2 separate regions of the Sus scrofa genome follow, and region 2 is linked to region 1. Evidence: chromatin contacts called from public HiChIP or PLAC-seq data. All regions are on one chromosome and are shown on one strand. The core of a region is the stretch at or near the end of the contact, and the rest is flanking DNA. Distances in the headings are between cores, read along the strand shown.

The links. HiChIP or PLAC-seq counts read pairs in DNA pulled down with a chosen protein or histone mark.
Region 2: a contact with region 1 is called in an H3K27ac HiChIP or PLAC-seq map of alveolar macrophages. The contact joins the promoter of SLC25A16 here to the promoter of PBLD in region 1. A contact is called at or near these places in 1 of 47 Hi-C or Micro-C datasets (epiblast stem cells) and 2 of 2 datasets of contacts at active chromatin or transcription factors (alveolar macrophages and skeletal muscle).

The regions. Positions count from the first base shown.
Region 1 is chr14:71,485,850-71,489,021 of Sscrofa11.1, reverse strand. PBLD (phenazine biosynthesis-like domain-containing protein) reads left to right here and starts at 1,480. Exons shown (of 10, transcript XM_021073523.1): 1 at 1,480-1,610. It overlaps HNRNPH3 (heterogeneous nuclear ribonucleoprotein H3 (2H9)), which reads right to left and starts at 2,727. Exons shown (of 10, transcript NM_001243555.1): 1 at 2,569-2,727.
Region 2 is chr14:71,649,388-71,652,807 of Sscrofa11.1, reverse strand. SLC25A16 (graves disease carrier protein) reads left to right here and starts at 1,467. Exons shown (of 9, transcript XM_021072451.1): 1 at 1,467-1,994. The coding sequence starts at 1,874.

The sequences.
Region 1 (3,172 bases), core at 231-2,730:
ACACAACAAAGTAACCCACACTCTACTAACTCTTCAAAACTCAAAATTAGAACCTGGAATTCTATTTACAAAACCAAACCAAGACAAAACCTGAAGGCATAAAAAAAAAAAAAAAAAAAAAACACCAATCTGTTCTGATACCTTAATAAAGTTGTCTCAGAAACTACCTAAAAAAAGTGTTTACCAATTATTCAGGATAATCCTTCTCAACCTTTCTTTACAAGTGTCACAGCAATTCTGCTTTAAAAATTTCTAGTGTTAGCATCAATCAAAACACCAGCAGCTGAAATACACAGTTTGTCAGTTCTGTATGAAATTTTTAATGTAATTTCCTAAACATTAGGCTAAGTGAAAGAAACCAGTCACAGAAGACCACTACTGTATGATTTTAAATGGATGAAGTTAACGATCTGTGAACTGTATCTCAAAGCTGTTAAGAAAAAACATCTTAGAAGCCAAATGAGATAAAATTCCTTTATAACATAAAGGGTTTGATACATTAATAAACAACCCTAAACCATGCTTCTAAAAAAGTTCCTTGGTCAGCAGGTTAAGAAGGATCCTGTGGTGTCACAGCTGTGGCACAGGTTTGGCCAGAAAATTAAAAAATGAGAGGTAACTTCAAAATTTTGGTCAGAAGTGGTGATGAAATGCTTAAATAAAATGGAAATCATTCCCTTTTCATTGTGCTTGCTCAATTTTAAATAAAAATAGACTCACACACTACTACTTGGAGGTGAGGTGTCTAAACGGATTTCTTTTCTAGAACAAAGTTACCACCCACTGCAGTTCAATCACTTGTTTAACAAAGTAAGAATACCAAAACTACACAGTTGTTTAAAATATAAAAAGCAATTTAGATGCATTTCCAAATCATGATGCAGATGAAGGGCAGGAAAAAAGGTTTCTAGGGTAATCCAATCAGGGAAGCTGTTACACCACACAAGACTTTATAAGAAACTGGGCTATATGTCTTTACAAGTGCATAGAAACACAGAACATCTTCAACATCATGAAGATCTTTTTCATTTTTAAAGATGAAAAAATAAACACACTTGTAAAGATTCATATGCATTATTGGAAGTCTCATGCCTTGCCTGTCCTTTACTTTGCACAGTTTTCAGTGAAAATTACAGACCCAGTTCTCCAATGTTCTAAGGACCGAAAAAAAAAAAAAAAAAATCACAGCACCACATGACTGGGCTTGCAGTTTGTTTTTCTGTTGAGTAGGGTTATTTTCTTCGCCAAAATGTTACTATAGTCCTAAGCCAAATAGAAAATTCGCTTAGCTACCGAAAGAAAATAAACCCTAACTGTATTTTGAAGTATTTTATTTCCACAGCCTTAATGCCAAAACAATCTTTGCACAAAATAAAAATCTTGGAGATTGGTGAAAGCCGATAACGCAATTCCTATACACACATTTTTTCCATCACTGGTTGTTTTTTAACAACTGTTTCCCAAAAGTAAACCACCTACTTAAATTCTAACACAGTATTCGCCAAACTACACAAAACCATTGCTAAACCATCCCGCCCCCGCCCAAAGGTTCAGAAAGTCGTATCTTGGTTCACCTGCTTGAAATAAGCCCCACTGCACATTCCTATTCGGTAAGTCACCCGCTTTTCTGCTTACAATTACCCATAAAGTCTCCCAATACGGTTTAAGTGGAAAAAACCCTTTGGAAAATGAGTACGTACTCTTTTCGAAGCTCCAAACCTGGAATATAAGGGCCGGCTAAGCGTCCTTTATTCCTCCCCGGAGGCTTTTCGTTTTATCTAGCTGCCCTAGAGACCAGAGAGCTAGGGAGAGTACGCCCCTTCCCCCCCTTCCCGTTCGGCAGCAAAGCTTGGCTTAAAAACCTTCGCCACCCGGCGGCGGAATTACAAAGGAGGCCGTCTGCCTCCTTTGTCCCGGGTTTGGGAGTTGAGCGCCTTCGTCGCCATTGGCTTTCCTCCCCCAGCTCCAGCCTCTCTCATCTTGGGAATCTGCGTCAGAAGTCACTCGCAGTCCCGCCAGCCCAGGTAGCCCAGCTGAGACTGCGGAGGAAGGGAGGCCGCGGTGGGAGGCCAGGCCCATCCGGCGCCATTTCCAACCGGAGCGCGCCCGAAGGCCCTGAGCCTCCCCCCACCCAAGTGCCCAGCCTTTCCCAGCTCGCTTCCTTCCCCACCCACATCCCTTCCGAGGCGCTCTAACCACCGCCCCCCTCCCCGGACTCCTAAATCAGTTTTCGGAAGCTAAGGGGCAAGAAGCAGAAAGAGAGGAGAAGGGCGGGAAGCCCAGGTGGCCGCGCCACCGTACCCAAAATGGCGGAAGCCAAACCAGCAGGGAAAAGACGGGAAATGCGTGATGAGCCCCACTTCGGGCCTCGGCTTCGTCCACTAAATCCCCCCTGAGTAAGTCCCCCCCCCGCCCGGCAGGCCGCCCCCGAAGTGAGAGATCGCCCGGGGGGGCGCAGCCTGGCCACCTCCGAGCGGCGACCTCCACACTTCGCCCCGCCCCACCCCCTCCCAGTTTCTCTTTCGTCCTTCTCCCGACTCCACTCTCGAAACCACCATCCCAACCTACCCCCTTTTACTTCAGATACCCTGTCGAGCGACAGTAGCGCCGACTCCGCTGCTTGCGGGGCCCGGTCGTGGAGAAGGAGAAGTCGCCTGCCTCGTGTAGCGCTCCCACAACGGTTCTTCCAACCGTCTCCGGCGGTGGCAACCGCTGAGGGAGCTGCGCAGCAGAGCGACTGGCTTGGGGGGATGGGAGAGCGCGAGAGAGAAGGAGGGGGTGGAGCGAGAGCGAGGAAGACCCACCGGCCCCGCTCTCGCGAGGCAAGAGAGTCGGTCCCGCCTTGGCGCGGAAGGCAAGAAGTGCGCTTGCGCGTTGGTGGAAGGCCTGGTTGTTGGGGTCGGGGGAAGGTGGAGGGTCAGTAACTCCGCTTTTCTTGCTTACCCTAAAACCTTCAAATTCTCAAAGCCACCTTTCTGCTTTCGCGGGGAGATGTGAAGTGGCGAAAGTATTCCTTCCTGTTTGTGTTGCAAGAATCCTGGAGTCGAGTTTTGGAGAAGTCCGCTTTTTCCCAGCGAGAGCAAATTCTGTAAGGCTCCGCCCTCACCCCGCGTCACCTGCGTGGAAAGGGAGCCACGTGGTTCGGCAGCCAAATGCGGGGAGGGCTTTTCTT
Region 2 (3,420 bases), core at 218-2,717, 160 kb before region 1:
CCAGGCATCTAAAATACCACTCCTTGAGCATATAAGGAAACACTGCACCTGTGGGGAAGCAAGACTTGTATTTGATCAGAATATGACAACTTGCAGAAAAAAGCCAAAAAAAGTCTAGTGGTTCAGGTTTATGCTGTATTTTGAGATTCTGTTCTTGTTCAGACATAGCTCTATAGAAACACTGGCTCTTGTATATTATGATCAAATTTGCACATGACTATCAAATCCATTAAAAGCTAACCTTAAAAAAAAGGGCATACCATAAAAGTGAAAAAAAAAAAAAAGAAATCTAGACCCATCATTAATGACTAAATGTGGCTAGAAACACCTTGCAGAGGCATATATGGGTGGAAAGAGAAACGGGACCAGTGCCAATAATAGTGAAGGTTGGAGTAAGTATTAATGAAAATCGTGATAATTTCTGACAGAGGATAAAAGTTCAGAACAACTGTGGTCACAAAGAATAGGGATGAATTGGAGTTCCCGTCGCGGCGCAGTGGTTAACAAATCCGACTAGGAACCATGAGGTTGTGGGTTCGGTCCCTGCCCTTGCTCAGTGGGTTAAGGATCCGGCGTTGCCGTGAGCTGTGGTGTAGGTTGCAGACGCGGCTCGGATCCCACGTTGCTGTGGCTCTGGAGTAGTCCGGTGGCTACAGCTCCGATTGACCCCTAGCCTGGGAATCTCCACATGTCGTGGAAGCGGCCCAAGAAATAGCTAAAAAAAGACAAAAAAAAAAAAAAATAGGGATGAATTTTGCTCAAGTTGGAAGTGATGAGGGATTCATAGCAATAGAATAGTGTCCATAAGGGGTGGTTAAAAAAAGTACAGTCTTGTAATACAGTAGGGCTAGTAAGAAGAAACGGAAGTTCCTGAGAGTTTAGGAGCTGGTAGTGGGTAGAGCGGTGGAATTTGAGTGCTAAGCATAAGACAGAGATTCAGAACCTCCTGGCAAGTCAGAAGTATTTGTGTAATTCACAGAGCCCCAAAGAAAGAAGAACTTGCTTCAGCAACTATTTCTTTGGCAGAGGTGATGGGGTGGAATTGAAGCTTCCTGGTGAACCGTTAGGGAGGCAGAAACAGGCTCAGCGAGAAGCTCAGAGAAGGCAGAGGTGATTTGGTGGGAGAGACTACAATTTCAGAGGTTCCTGGAAAGAGTGAGCAAAGGCTGGAATTTTTTGTTGTTGTTGTCTTTTTGCCTTTTCTAGGGCCACTCCCGCTGCACATGGAGGCTCCCAGGCTAGGGGTCTAATAGGAGCTGTTGCTGCCAGCCTACACCAGAGCCACAGCAACGCCAGATCCGAGCTGCGTCTGCGACCTGCACCAGAGCTCATGGCAACGCTGGATCCTTAACCCACTGCGCAAGGCCAGGGATGGAACCCGCAACCTCATGATTCCTAGTCGGATTCTTTAACCACTGAGCCACGAAGGGAACTCCTGGGGCTCATTTTTAGGAAGGTCATAAGCAGCCCGCTGGACGGTTCCAGGTCAGTGGTCAATACAGGTCAACGGACGGTGGAGGACTTTCTGAGGTGGCGGGTTTTGGAAGGACCTTCTTGCTGGCCATGTTTCCCTTCCTCCGTCCGTAACAGAAGAGGCCTGAAGAGTGACTCCAGCCAGAAGCAGGGATTTTGGGTGAGGCCGGGGCGTGGGGACACGTCCAACGTGGGGGTGGGGGGAGGTGACGCCCCCTTCGGGCCTTGATCCAGGCCCCGCCTCTGGCGTACGCCATCAGCCCGCGCCGCGCTGCACCGCCGGCGGTATTCCGTCCCGCCCGCACGGCGGCGGGGTGCCCTGTCACCGCCTGCTCTGGGCATGGCTAGGGCTCTTGGACTGTGAGTTGGCGACCAAAGCTCCTGCGCGGCCCTGATCCTGATGGCGGCGGCGGCGGCCCTGGCAGCGGCCGAGCCACCTCCTGCGATGCCGCAGGCAGCAGGAACCGGAGGACCCGCCGCTCGCCGAGACTTCTACTGGTTGCGTTCCTTCCTGGCTGGAGGTGGGTGTCCGTCGGGAGGACCTGGTCGTACCCCGAGCTTTAGGGGCAGGATCCGGGGCAGGTTGGGTGCTTGCGGCCGCGATGACATTCTCGGACTTGGGCTGTTTCAATGCCCTGCCAGGTGTTTGCCGGGACCTGCTATAACCTCTTTCTATAATCAATTGAGTAATCTCATCAGGGTCCTGCAGAGGAAGGGCCTTGAGCTGTCGCGAAGCGGTAGGGGACCTGGAAGGGCTGAACCGGGCACCCATTCTTCAGGGTTGGATAGCCGGGAAAATAGAGGACTCCCTTCAAAGACTCCAGGGTTTCAGTGAAACATGCTGGGAGCTCCTTTCTTGTATAAAGACCATGAACGACTGGTGTAGAATTGGATTTTGCTGTTTGCTTAAAAGAAAACAAATATTGGAGGACAGCTTATTTTTTTTATATAATGATTTTTATTTTTTTCCATTATAGCTGGTTTACAGTGTTCTGTCAGTTTTCTACTATACACCATGGTGACCCAGTTATACATACATGTATACATTCTTTTTTCTCACATTATCATGCTCCATCATAAGTGACTAGACATAGTTCCCAGTGCTACACAGCAGGATCTCATTGCTAATCCATTCCAAAGGCAATAGTCTGCATCTATTAACCCTAAGCTCCCAATCCATCTCACTCCCTCCCTCCTCCTTGGCAACCACAAGTCTATTCTCCAAGTCCATGATTTTTTTTTTTTTCCTGTGGAAAGATTCATTTGTGCCATATATTATATTCAAGATATAAGTGATATCATATGGTATTTGTCTTTGTCTTTCTGACTTCACTCAGTATGAGTCTAGTTCCATCCATGTTGCTGCAAATGGCATATTTTATGTCAGAGTAGTATGAGGACAGCTTATTAAAAATGACTAGGAAATTGTGCAAAACTGTCTACAACCAAAACTGCTTCCGGTGATTCTAGCAAACTGTGCCACAGCTGCTTGACGGTTAGCTGGTGCAGCCCTGTTATTGGTGTGACTGTGGGCCCAGAAGGTTCATAATGTCTCTCAGATTGTTTGGGTTGTTATCACTTAATTTTTTGTTAAGGCTGGGAATTTGTTTTCTCAGCCTGGCTGGTGAAATTTCTCCAGGCCAGGGGTGGAAATTGTGCCACAGCAGCGACTGGAGCCACCTTAACCTGCTGAGTCACCAGGGAACATCAAGGCTGGGAATTTTATTTTGTTTTAGTTGTTGTTGTTATTGTTTGGCCTCATCCGGGGACATGTGGAAGTTCCTGGTCCAGGGATTGAACCTGCACCACAGCATTGACCCAGGCCGCTGAAGTGATAACATCAGATCCTTAACCCACTTTGCCCCAAGGGAACTCCAAGGCCAGGAATTTTAAAAATTCCACATTATGGAGTTCCCATCATGGCTCAGGGGAAACAAATCTGACTAG